Regions from separate parts of the Mus musculus genome. Here region 1 is linked to region 2. A link is a contact called in public ChIA-PET data. All regions are on one chromosome and are shown on one strand. Each heading gives the region's core, a stretch centred on a gene start, on an enhancer-like site or on the middle of the called end of the contact. The rest is flanking DNA. Distances are from core to core; before and after follow the strand shown. Region 1 overlaps Mrtfa (myocardin related transcription factor A). Region 2 overlaps Tnrc6b (trinucleotide repeat containing 6b).

Region 1 (6,528 bases), core at 3,169-5,668, 150 kb before region 2:
GTCTCCATGGGAGTGTGTGGGTAGCCTGTATACAGACGAACAAATGCAGTTATAACTGGTGAAGCAGCCGAGTGCTTTCCAGAGAAGAACTGGAGGACTCCCCCGCCCCGCCCCCCAGAGACTGCTTCACGGTGAGGAGCTCTGGCTGCTTTTCAGAGGACGCAGGTTTGATTCCCAGCACCCACGTGAGGCTCATAGCCAGCTGTAACTGGGAATCCAGTGCCTGCTTCTTGTCTCCACAGGCACTGCATGTGTGTGGTGCACACAGAAACATTCAGGCAAAACACCCATATGCATAAATTAATAATTTTTTTGCAAAGGATTGGAAGAAAAAGAAAAGAAACCAGGTTAGCATGGCCAGCCCTAGAGCCCCCACTCTCCCATCTTCACAAACAACAGCACAGTCACACAGTGGCCCTCGTGACCCTGGCTGTGGGTGCTTCACATAGGACTATTAATTGGTATTTCAAAATTACTCTTGAATAATAGCTGTTTCACTAATTATTCTTTATTTGAAACGTTCATGCTTAATTTAATTTCATTGGTCTCTGCTCTCTGAAGTCAAATTAATTTGTTATATTTAAGCAGTCCCTAATAGCTTATCTTACCCCAGGCCTTAGATACACTGTAGAAGATGCCCCTTTATCTTTTTCCATCCTGTCTGGTCTGGCTTTCCCCTCTCTTATGAGTAGGCGTTGATGCTAAGAGCGCACACCTGAAAACTATAGAGCAGGCTCGAACCAGCTGAACCAGCTTCTGTTCTCTTCATCTTTGTGGCACAAAACAAAAACCGTTCTAACTAGAACAGGCTCTAATTTTCTTCTTTGAGAACGGAGATGGTGATCACAGCTATCTTTGTAGAGCTGCCCACCTTCTTTGTCAGTGCCGAGGTTAAAACTGAGGGCCTAGCTGCATATGTATCAAAAGATGGCCTAGTCGGCCATCACTGGAAAGAGAGGTCCATTGGACTTGCAAACTTTATATGCCTCAGTACAGGGGAATGCCAGGGCCAAAAAGGGGGAGTGGGTGGGTAGGGGAGTGGGGGGGGATTGGGTATGGGGGACTTTTGGGATAGCATTGGAAATGTAAATGATGAAAATACCTAATTAAAAAAAAAAAAAAAAAAACTGAGGGCCTTGCGTGTATTAGCTATGACCCCTTAGCCATCGGGCCGTGGAGTGGGGTGATTAAATACATTAAAAGCACACCAGTCACCGAGCACAGAAGCAACAGTACAAACGCGGTGGCTCCTCGCCGGCTGCATCTTAGTGCTGTGCTGCTGGTGTTTGTGTTAACGCTGCAGTCCAGCTCCCAGGCAGATTCCCCCACTGAAGTAGATTACCTCATCTCCTCTGACCCTAATCTGAGCCAGCGGTTTCCCTCCGCACCAGATAATGAACCCAGGAGGCCTGGTATCTCGGCAGAGCTGACTTGCAGAAAACCTTGGGAGAAACAGCTGGAGCTCAGGTTGTGACATCAGATTGTTTGGGTTCAGTTTTTGTTCCGCCCCCATTACTGAGACAAACAAGGTGAATTGGTCTCTGTAGGCCCCACTTTCCTAACCTGTAAGGTGGGACAAACACTACCAATCTCCTTAGGATTTTAGAGCACAAATGCACAGGGCTGAAAGGTAGCTCAGTGAGCATTCGCCTGGCGTGCACAGGGCCCGGAGTTTGATCCCCATTGTCACAAAACAGCACACACAGACAGACACACACACACACACACAGACACACACACACAGACACACACACACACCAAAGGTATGTAGGATAGGGTCTGGTACAAAGCACATGCTATAAATATCAGCCACTGAAATGGTTGTTGCTTTTACCTATTTAATTAGGGCTTTATTTTAAGCAATGTTAATTTGTTTTAAAAAAAATCGCCTCTTTGTTAGATTTCCAAACTCTCAACATCTTGAGAGTCAGTTTGGTTCTCTCTCTCTCCCCCTCTCCTTCTCTCTCCCTCCCTTCTTTCTTCCCTCCCTCTCTCCCTCTCTCAAGACAGGGTTTCTCTGTGTAGCCCTGGCTCTCCTGGAACTCACTTTGTACACCAGGCTAGCCTGCAACTCAGAGATCTCTCTGCCTCTGCCTCCTGAGTGCTGGAATTAAAGATGTATGCCAATTCAATTTTTATAGCCAAGGTAGGCTTTGAATTTTTGATCCTCCTGCCTTAGTCTTCTGAGTAGCTGCCCCTAATTCCTGTCATTAAATGCCTGCTATAATAAAATACAAATAACATTTTTTCTTTTTTGAGACAGACTTTTACTTTGTAGCAACCCCAGGCTGATGTGAAAATTTTAACTGTCCTTTGCCTCAGCCTCCAAAGGCTGGGAGAATATAGGTATGAGCCACCATGCTTGGCTTAATAAGACTTTTTTTTTTTTAATTAAATTTATAGGAGTTTGTAAATTAGCAGGGGGGATATTCAGAGGTAACCACGCACAGCACCCAACATCACTGTTCAGGTAAAGTAGCTTAGGTGACCCAACGTAATTCTGAATATAGTGGAGAATATAGAGAAGAAGAGAAAAAGAAAAAGAGAGTGGACATTTTCAAGCAAAAATGAAATTTTAAAGGTGAGGGAAAGTCCATGGTACTTAAGGAAGAGTAAAATTTAACATTCTCGTTGGGGTGTCTCACCCTAGGGAATCGTGCCTGGAAGTCCCCATTGCAGCCTGATGTGACATAAGAGCAGAAGGAGGCAAGCAAGCTTGCTAACAGGACAGGGAAAGGAACTTGGAACATAAATCATAATTTTGAGAGAAAGAGAAGTTCTGCTTGTTCCTGTGACCTTGAAGCGTAGGCAAGAGCCCAGCCAGCGTCCTCCCATCCTTGGGTGCCTCTAAAAATCGCTGCGTAGAAAAGGCCCGTGTTAGTACACCACTGTTCCTAGTATTTGTAGGTTACCCTCAGATATGACTTTCAGGGCCCTGCAGTTGAAACCTGTTAGACAGAAGGGGACTTGCTGTGGGCTCTGGGATCCTCCTAACCCTCCCTAGACATTTTCTTAGCATCGTAACCACAGCTATGCTAGTTGATCCTTTGAGTAGTGTATAGTTGTAAAGATGGTTGATGTTTAATTTGATAAAGATCCCTGTTGTTTCATTGAGCAGTGTTGCCAAACAGAGCTAGGAGCGACACCTGTCTCCACTAGCCCGATGTACACTAAGTCGTAGCTCTTGGGTGTCTCCTCTCAGCAGAGAAAGCCCTGTGTGAAAACAGAAGCATGTGGACGGCAAGATACCTTGTAGTCTAGAGGAATGTGGTGTGTGTGAAAGTAGCCATACTTTTTAGATTGTGGTCTCTGTGCAGAGTGCATTTGTTCAACATGCTATGTGCAAACACTTAGAACTTATACAGCTCTTTGTGCTGGGCGCTGGCCCCATTAGACTTTCTTTGAGCTTAGAACTGGTTGGTGTTTCTCAGTCCCAGGAGGAAGGCTGAGTTCTGTAAGGTTTAAGCAAGAGGCAAGACTGGTAGTTTGTGGATTGTTATCACCCTGCAAGACTCTTCGCAACTTCCTCTTGCCGCCCACAGCAGAATGCGGAAACCCTGCTGTGTCAGGCCACTTCTGCAGTTACCCACAGTTGCAGTTTGGGATCCTCCTTTCATACCATAGGCTACCTTTTAGACTTTGCTGCATTTGAGAATGTGTCTGCTGAGGTGGAATGGCTGACTAACCTGCATCTGTCTTCTCTTCTTGCCACCATGCAGTGCTGCAGTTGAAGCTCCAGCAGCGGCGGACCCGGGAGGAACTGGTGAGCCAAGGGATCATGCCGCGTAAGTGTCTCTCGGTGTTTGTACACTTGCTCCTTGGGTTGGCTTGGCTCCTCGGTGGCATAGGAGCACCCTACAGAGCAGGGGTCAGGGGTCTCGTTCCAGTCTTACCCGCCTCTTACTTTTCCATCAGGAGTCCTTGATGGATGGAACAGGTTGTCAATTGCCCAGATTCATCATGTTCAGTGAAACAAGCAGTGCTAGGCTTCCAGCAGGTCGGCAGATAGCCCCGTGCCTTTGAATTGCCTCTTTCCTGGGTTCCCAGCATCCCTTCATGGGAGGAGCAGGGGCTGCTCTGTTCACATCCACTTCACCTCTGTGCTCAGCTGTTAGGAAGAAACCTCTCCTCTCCCCTTGCAGACAGGTACCGTCAGTGAACTACAGTTTATTTTAGAGCTGTGAGGCACCCATGGCGGATACGCGTGTGTGTATGCCTGGATGGAGCTGTTGGTGAGCTGTTCTGACACTGGGCCAGTGTCTGCATCCCTGGGGTAGAAGTGAAACCACGCCTTAGACTCTGTTAGAGACAAGAAAGCCTGTTTTGAATACTAAGAGCACCGTAGACAGTGAAGGCTAGAACCAGGGTCTTGCTCTTCTGACATGTCTTCATGAGTTCTCAGCAGATCATACAAGCTTCCGTCCCCTGGTGGTATGTCGTCACCACTCGGCTCCACCCTGAGGAGGAAGACAGCGAGAGAGCGCACACACACACACACACACACACACCCCAGCAGCATCTGCTGTCATGATGTTTCATGGTCTCCCCCACATGTTACTGCCCACTGTCCCGTTGCCCCGCTGCCATCCATGTTGTTGGCCACTCACTCAGAGGAATCATGTGTGCAGCTACAGTGAATCTGCCCCTGCAAGAGTGGAGGGAGGAAGTGGAGACAAAGGAAGAAGATAATATTACACCTCTTAGTAAGTGTGATGTAGTAAATTAATGGTGGTGGATGTGTTTACAGTTAACAGGAAAAAGTTGGAGACACAGCCGGGCGTGGTGGCGCACGCCTTTAATCCCAGCACTCGGGAGGCAGAGGCAGGTGGATCTCTGAGTTCGAGGCTAGCCTGGTCTACAAAGTGAGCTCCAGGACAGCCAGGGCTATACAGAGAAACCCTGTCTCGAAAAACCAACCAACCAAACAAACAAAAAACAAAACAAAAAAGTTGGAGACACTTTGGATAAACCGGCAAACTCATTCCTATAGTTTCATCATTTGGGAGGCTGAGGCAGGAGTTCAAGGCCAGACTGGGTTATAATGTGAGGCTATATCACAGCAACAACAAAAGACAAACAAAACAGAAAAAGCATATCAGAAAAGCCAGTGCTGAGTGTACTGAGCCTAGAGTGAGGCACCACGGAGAGAGTGAGTGTTGGTTTGTAGGAAGCCACCAAGGCTTCTAATGGCTGAGGGTGGCGTTTGATTTGTGTTGTGTGCTAACCTTTTGTTCCCTGCCCCTCTCTATGGTGTGACACCCCCCCCCCTGCTGTTCTTTGTGGTCTGTGAACCTCCAGAGCACGATTCCCACCCAGCCTGACCTCTGTTGGCCGCTGCAGTAGATTCTGTGGTAGTGTTATTGGTAGGGCAGCAGTGTGCTTTACGGTCTGCGGGCCTCATCAAGGATCCAGTCCCATCCTCCTAGACCCCTTCACAAATGGCATATCTGTTTAGTGTCTGCGAAGCCCCTCATACATTACAGCAGCCAGAGTTTGGGTTGCTGCAGTCGCCTGCGCGCAGATGCATAGCAGCTGCTGTAAGGCAGCACTAATTTTGAGAGCCTCGTTTTTTAGGGCTGTAGGAGGTTCAGGGTCAGGAGGTAGGTTATGCAGGAGTAGAATGCCCATATCCCCACATTCTTCTTCATAACTTCCATGTTATACTGGGATCACTAGGGGAGAACTGAGCAGTCATGGCTCCCTGCTTGCCACTTCTTTAGTGTGGTGCTCAGAAATTGCACTTGTCAGTGTGTACCTTCAGCTTCCTGAAGAATGTCACTTATTTGTGTCTCTGTCTCCCAGTACCTCACCCTAGATGAATGAAGACAGCCGATTGCAAAGTAGGGTGTGTGTGTGTTAACTAACAAACTAGCTAGAATTACGGTCACAGCATTTGAAATACCGTCAGTAATCTCTCCCGTCTTGCCGGGCCCCAGGTTTCAGCTGTCCTAGACACCTAACTGCATGTTTGGGTTGGCTCTGTGGACTGGGGACACTCAGCTTCTCCTTGAGAGTGTCTCCCCTCCAGGAGCATTTCCCTATGGAAAGTGCTGGCTTTCAGCTTCTCTCAGAGGAAAGGGAGCAAAAAAGATGGTGAGGAGAAGTGAAGTGTAGGCAAGTGTCAGGAGTGAGGCGCCCCTCTCACCAGTGCCTACCTCAGTGCCGCCCTGCCTGCCCCCATCACTCTCTACCACGCGGGCGCTCCCTCTACCATGCTGGTGCTCACTGCTCTCCTCACCTTCACCGCAAGACTTTTAAGGGAGACACAGCCAGTGGCAGCCAGCAGTGAGAAGTCACACCTACCCTACAGCGCCCCCTGCAGTCTGTCGGGGTGGCCTGAGGGCTCTCCACAGGGTCCTTGTATTTAGATTAGGTGGACAACTCAGAAGCAAGCAAGCAAGCATGCAAAGCCAGAGAAAGGAGCAAAGTCCCTGGGGCTATATTTTATTTCCGGTTTATACCTTCAATCTTTTATGACCATGGAAAGGAAAAGTCAACCTAGCTTATTCATTTCTCAGAACACTCCCT
Region 2 (5,820 bases), core at 480-2,979:
TTAAGACAGGTATGTGGAATATACCTTCTACACTTTCCTATATAGTTCATATATTACTACATATAGTATATAGCTTCTTCCTTTTTGTCCCCTTGAGAGAGGGCTTCTCTGTGTAGCCCTGGCTGTCCTGGAACTTGCTCTGTAGACCAGGCTGGCTTAGAACTCAGAGATCTGTTTGCCTCCTGAGTGCTGGGATTAAAGCCCTGGCTTTGTGAATTGTTTCATATATACTGTATAATTTCATTGTCTGAAATAAAAAAAGGCAAAATTAACCACACATATTTAAAGATGTCTGGATATAGAAAAGGACACCAACACAAGGCAGCATTCTTTTTTTTTTTTTTTTTTTTTGGTTTTTCGAGACAGGGTTTCTCTGTGTAGCCCTGGCTGTTCTGGAACTGACTCTGTAGACCAGGCTGGCTTCGAACTCAGAAATCTGCCTGCCTCTGCCTCCCAAGTGCTGGGATTAAAGGCGTGCGCCACCTGGCAGGCATTCTTATATTTACACTGCACCAGTGCACATGCCCCTTAAGCTGACAGTTTTAGACTCTAAGTCAATACCCAGGAGGTCTTTCTATTTACCCTTGCTTCTTCAGGCTGCAGATACAGCGGCTCCTTACAAGAATTACAAAAGGAGTAACGCCCCTATGCTCCTGGCAAATGGCTGCTCAAACCTAGGATGCAAAGTAATTAAAGTGCAGGTTTGCATATTCCTATTATGGAGAGTTAATTATGCAGGCTTAAAAGCCCTCAGTCTCCAGCTGGGCTGGAGAAAGTGAGTATCTTGAAGCAATCAATATGGCTTTTAACAAAGCAATGCAGGTGGAAAATGGCAGAAATTTAAAGGGATGACAAAAGCCACCAGAATCTTACTTTCTGAATCCTCCAGTGAGTGGAGGGAAAGCAACAGTAGAAACAAAGGCTTTAACAACTCTTCCTTCCTTTTTTTTTCCTGGCTGTGTTGGAAAAAGAACCTAGGGTCTCAAACATGACTTTTCTATCATTGAATGACATTCCTAGCCTTGTAATAAATGTTAAATGTTAAGTTTCAGTGTTTATGCTTTAGAAAAAAATTCTCTAACACTTCACTCTGGACAACTAGGTTTAGAAATAAGGTAGGACCACACGTGGGTCCCCAATAAGGAGGCCAAGGCGGAAGGCTCAGTTTAAGCCAGGATGCATGCCACAGAAACAAAACCTAATATTGATGAAGGTTTTTGTATAAGACTTTCTCTGCAAATTTAGCAAAAAATTAGAAACAATTTAATATCCAATAAAAGGGGAAGAGAGTGTTAAGTAAATCAAGGTAAATGTATTTAATGAAACAAGTTTCTGATAATAATTAACATTGCCAGGTGTGGTGGTATATTCCTTTAATCCCAGCACTGGAGAGACAGAAAAGAAAGAGGATCTAGATGATTTTAAGGCTAGCCTGGGTTATAGTAAGACCCTGTTTCATAATAAAACAAAACCCTACAAACAAAGAATGAGAAACCAGAAGAATGATCAATATGGGCTGGGGCACAGCTCACTTTATGTACCGAGCACACCCCGGGTTCCATCCCAAGAACCAAAGGAGAGGGTGAGAAGACTACTTGGCAACAGAGGAAAACACAGTGTTAACAGTGGTGGGTACAGAGATGAACAGCATGCCTGCACATGCACAACGTCAACGGGATGTGCGCAACACAGCTGTGGTCACCCCTGTGGCTGTGAAACTTGACTCAAGGGGCGGAGGAGGAAGGAAAGACAAGGAAACTTCCGGAGGGTAAGATGGCAAGAGTAGTGGGGAAGCACTGTAAGCTTCAGAGCTTAGCTGGCTAAGGCGCTCTGAAGCACAGAGCCGAGGAAGTAAAGGTCATGCCGCTTGGCAGCCCCAGACAACAGCGGTCTAAATACGACTGGGGTTTTGGGGTCACTTGGTTGGAGAGACATAAGGTATAAGCTGGGTGAGATCACCAAGAACCCTAAAAATGGCAGTAAACACTGCACTGTAGGTGGGTGAGCAAGCCAGGAGAGGATCTGCAGCCAAGGGACATCATGGTGTACTGTATGTTTTACAGCAGAGCTTCACAGATCTTTCTGTCATGCCTAAGCAGACACAAGCTAGGTGCATCTACTTAAATTTAATGATGATGAAATAATAGCTAAATTTCAAGTGTTCCTCTGCTAATAGCTACCAGAGTGGACAATGTGGCTATGAAGAGGACAAGTGTGACTCAGTCTACAGACATCAACACCTGAATGAAGAAGAATGGGGCAGACACAAGAAGGCCCTACACTATGATGGTAGCCTTCTAGGGATTTAGGAACTACATCAGTAGTGATAACAGTCAGAGCCTGGATCAAGATTTTTTTTTTTAAAAAAACGTGTGTGTGTGTGTGTGTGTGTGTGTGTTTGCACATGCAGATGTGTGCCCTTGAGATTCTCAAGGAGCTTATCAAGGTTTCCCAAAGATAACTCCAGTTCTGAAGGGAAAATTTCCTGAACTGAATGTGGCTGTGATGCAGGAGGATCATACTTTAGCTTGTGGGTCTTTGGTGTGAACAACTACAGAATAGGAGCATGTCTAACTGGAATTTTATTATTATTATTATTATATGTGTGTACACTGTAGCTGTCTTCAGACACTCCAGAAGAGGGCATCAGATTTCATTATGGATGGTTGTGAGCCACCATGTGGTTGCTGGGATTTGAACTCCGGACCTTCGGAAGAGCAGTCAGCACTCTTAACCACTGAGCCATCTTGCCAGCCCTTGTTTTGTTTTTAAATCTGAACATATCTAGCAGTATATGACACTGAAAAGAACATGTTGACAGCAGGCACAATTTTGTAACTCTCAATATTAAGGGCACTGAGGCAGATGAGGTCACCTAGTGGTGGCTGTATGCTGTGAAAGGGATGAGAACTGAGCACCAGGACAGTCTGATGATCAGTGCTGAGAGGTGGGAGAAAGGCAGAGAACCACTGTAAGGTGCTCGATCAAGAGCCAAGTGACCTAGGTGTTTCAGAGGGAGGATGGGATGTCAAACAAAGATAGGAGGCAATCTTTCCAAGTGCCACTGCTTTGCTTGTGCCCTTGGGCTAGCCCTGCTCTCTGAAGCTCTGGTCACTCCACCATGTAAACATACTCCATCTTACTTCCAGTGTCATCTCTCAGACTTTTCTGCCATCCCTGAAAAAACTTGCTTAACATTCTATTGTCTACAGTAACCACCACACAAAAACAACCCAGTAAGGTTGGGGTGGAAGGGCAAGATGGAACAGACAGGATGGAGATGGACACATGCAGCTGGGGTTCGGTTCCCAGCACAAAGATCCTGGTGGTTGGTAATTCAAGTTCAAGAGGATCCGATGCCCTCCTCTGGCATCCATGGGCACTGTACATGCACACATTAATTTATCCCACTAACTGCTGCCCAGATCATAGTAATGAACAAGCTTACAAAGTGGGCCTACAGTACAGGATCCAAACTTCTGAAAGGTGCAAACATCGTTTTTGCCACATTCCACTCCTTGTCTATTTGCTTCCCATCCCATTGATAAATACACACATCTCTACCAACCTGTTCACACTAATCATTCACTCAAACCTTTTCTCATGCCAAGTGCCAGCTATTATCGCACCAGTGAGAGGCTTCTGTGATTTGGAAGGCCTCTTTAATGTGGCCATGCATAGAAAATTTAAACTTTCTCTTCAAGACCCAGTTTAAATGTCACTGCTAGTGATGCTTGTAACATTTAATCGAGTGAAACATCACTTTGGTCCCCAGACTTTGTTGACCACCTATGCCATTTATCCCACTAACTGCTGCCTTTCTGTCAGTGTCCTGCCGTACTGGCCTCTTCATCAGCTCTAGGGCTCTCAGAGTAGGAAGCCAGTCAGTATTCCAGCAGGCAGCTCCTCGGAGCTCTACAGAAAAATTCAGAGTCTCATAATTCTGTTTGTTTTCAGGCAGATACTTGAGGGCAATCATTTTTGAATACTGTCACCTCAGAATTTATAAATTTCTTTTAATTAGTCACAATAAAAAACAATATATTAGACAATTAGTTGTTGCAAAGCATCTATTTTATATTCTTAATGCAATTTAAAAAGGGAGCTGATATTCTGTTCTAATAATCTTACACTTGACACCTGGATCTGTCAAATGTCCAACTGTAACCAATCCTTTCCTGTGCAGTAACAATGGGCTGCTACCTGAATGGTCTTTTAACTCTGAAGGGCAGGGACACAACATTTCTTACCTGGGGGGAGATAAACTGGGGAGGCACTTGCGCCCGGAGACCAGGAGAAGAACTTAGTGGCTGCACTGGAGTGTGCAGGCCTCTCGATTGTGCTGTGCTGTTTCCAAACAAACCATGACTGCCGCCCTGCAGAGAGAACCATACCAGTCAGGACATCTTATCAATTCAAGAAGACGATTAAGCAATAGTTCTCATTTCTATCCTTAGGAATGAAGATCTCTACTGCATGGAATGACAGCATTCATTTTAGAATCGAGGAGCTCTTTGTATTGGGAGGTTGGTGGACAGTTACTAGAACTGAGTCATGGGCAGCTCATTTACTACAGGTGGTCTGATAAAGTATAAACTGAAAGGGTTACATTTAACAAAATGTTAGAGGTAGTGTTACATTTCTTGTGACTGAGAGGAACTGATTTCTGTGCAAGATTTCTGGACTGCTTATTTGAGACAGGGTCTCATCCTGTGATCAGCTGAGGTGAGCCTCTTAAGTGTTGGGATTACTGGCATGTGCAACCACAACTGGCTTAAGAACCCTCTTTTTATAAGTTTGGGTTTATCAAATTTAATTCTCAAGACTTTATAAGATCCATCTTAAAAGGAACCTGGGTAAAAACACATACTATAACCAAACTATCAGTGTAAAGTAATGTGGGTATCACTTTCCTCTACTAGCCAATCAGCCACTCACAAGGACCCTGATCTAGCTGCGCACCCTTCCCCGTCCTGAATCTGTTAGCTTTCTTGCTAAATGAGAAAATGTTCATCAACCTCACATCAAAATAAGAAGGAAGGGACACATTACATATTACTCTAGGTTATGGAAATAACATTACTCACCTGTAACTTCACATTCAAAAGTATAAATATCAGCCTAGTTATAGATATAAAATAAAGCTTAATTCCATGATTCCCAATAAATCATCATTGAGCTCATCTCTAATCTCCTAATGAGAGCAAGGGAAGCTCGGCCCTGGCGCCTCCACTTTTCTGATTTGTTTCTAGCTATAGAAAGTTCTGTCTGAGGATTGCCCTACTCCCAACAGTGTCTTACTAAGTATCTCAAGCTGGCACTGGAGGCATGCACCACCCTTCACACTGGCATCCTAAGGTTCTCTATGCTGTGTACGCTTGGCCTACTCAAGGCCTGAATTAAAGAGCTCACCAAGGGTATCTTCCCCCACACCGCCTCCTCATCCATGGACAAAGTGACCGAATTCCCCTGTGTTAACATTACACCAGAAGGGACTCTGCCGATGTTCACTAGAACCACGATTCAGTCATTCTCTATTGTTTTTTTTTTCTGTATCAGTTCAATCCTTCCTTTTGGAATTCTCAGAACTCCAAAAAGCCTTAGGCTACAGGATGTATATCATTTGCATATATCTATGACCCAAGACCATTCACTTGAAAACATCCCACAAAACATCTTCAGCAAAGACAGCAGTCAATGCCTTTGTAAACTGAGGTTATTATTCCCAGTTTAACACAGGGATAAGGTAATCTTAAAGAATTTACATAACATCATTAAGTTCCAGAACACTCAAGGCACTGTGATGGCTTAAATGATTCA

What was found. ChIA-PET counts read pairs in DNA pulled down with a chosen protein or histone mark.
Region 1: a contact with region 2 is called in an RNA polymerase II ChIA-PET map of effector CD8 T cells, with 13 read pairs. The contact joins two enhancer-like sites. A contact is called at or near these places in 1 of 39 promoter capture datasets (liver), 1 of 115 datasets of contacts at active chromatin or transcription factors (effector CD8 T cells) and 3 of 9 other capture datasets (adipose tissue, liver and pancreatic islet).

Annotation. Positions count from the first base shown.
Region 1 is chr15:81,042,546-81,049,073 of GRCm38.p6, reverse strand. It overlaps Mrtfa (myocardin related transcription factor A), which reads left to right. Exons shown (of 14, transcript NM_001082536.2): 3 at 3,720-3,785. Among named protein-coding and RNA genes, the nearest start is that of Sgsm3, 68 kb to the right of the region's middle. Within about 2 kb of position 4,418, at least 134 of the 459 cell types and tissues checked have an H3K27ac peak or open chromatin away from gene starts, as enhancers often do. A contact at or near this core is called in effector CD8 T cells, where this site is marked.
Region 2 is chr15:80,892,885-80,898,704 of GRCm38.p6, reverse strand. It overlaps Tnrc6b (trinucleotide repeat containing 6b), which reads right to left. Exons shown (of 25, transcript NM_144812.3): 14 at 4,251-4,376. Among named protein-coding and RNA genes, the nearest start is that of Mir5113, 44 kb to the left of the region's middle. Within about 2 kb of position 1,729, at least 73 of the 459 cell types and tissues checked have an H3K27ac peak or open chromatin away from gene starts, as enhancers often do. A contact at or near this core is called in effector CD8 T cells, where this site is marked.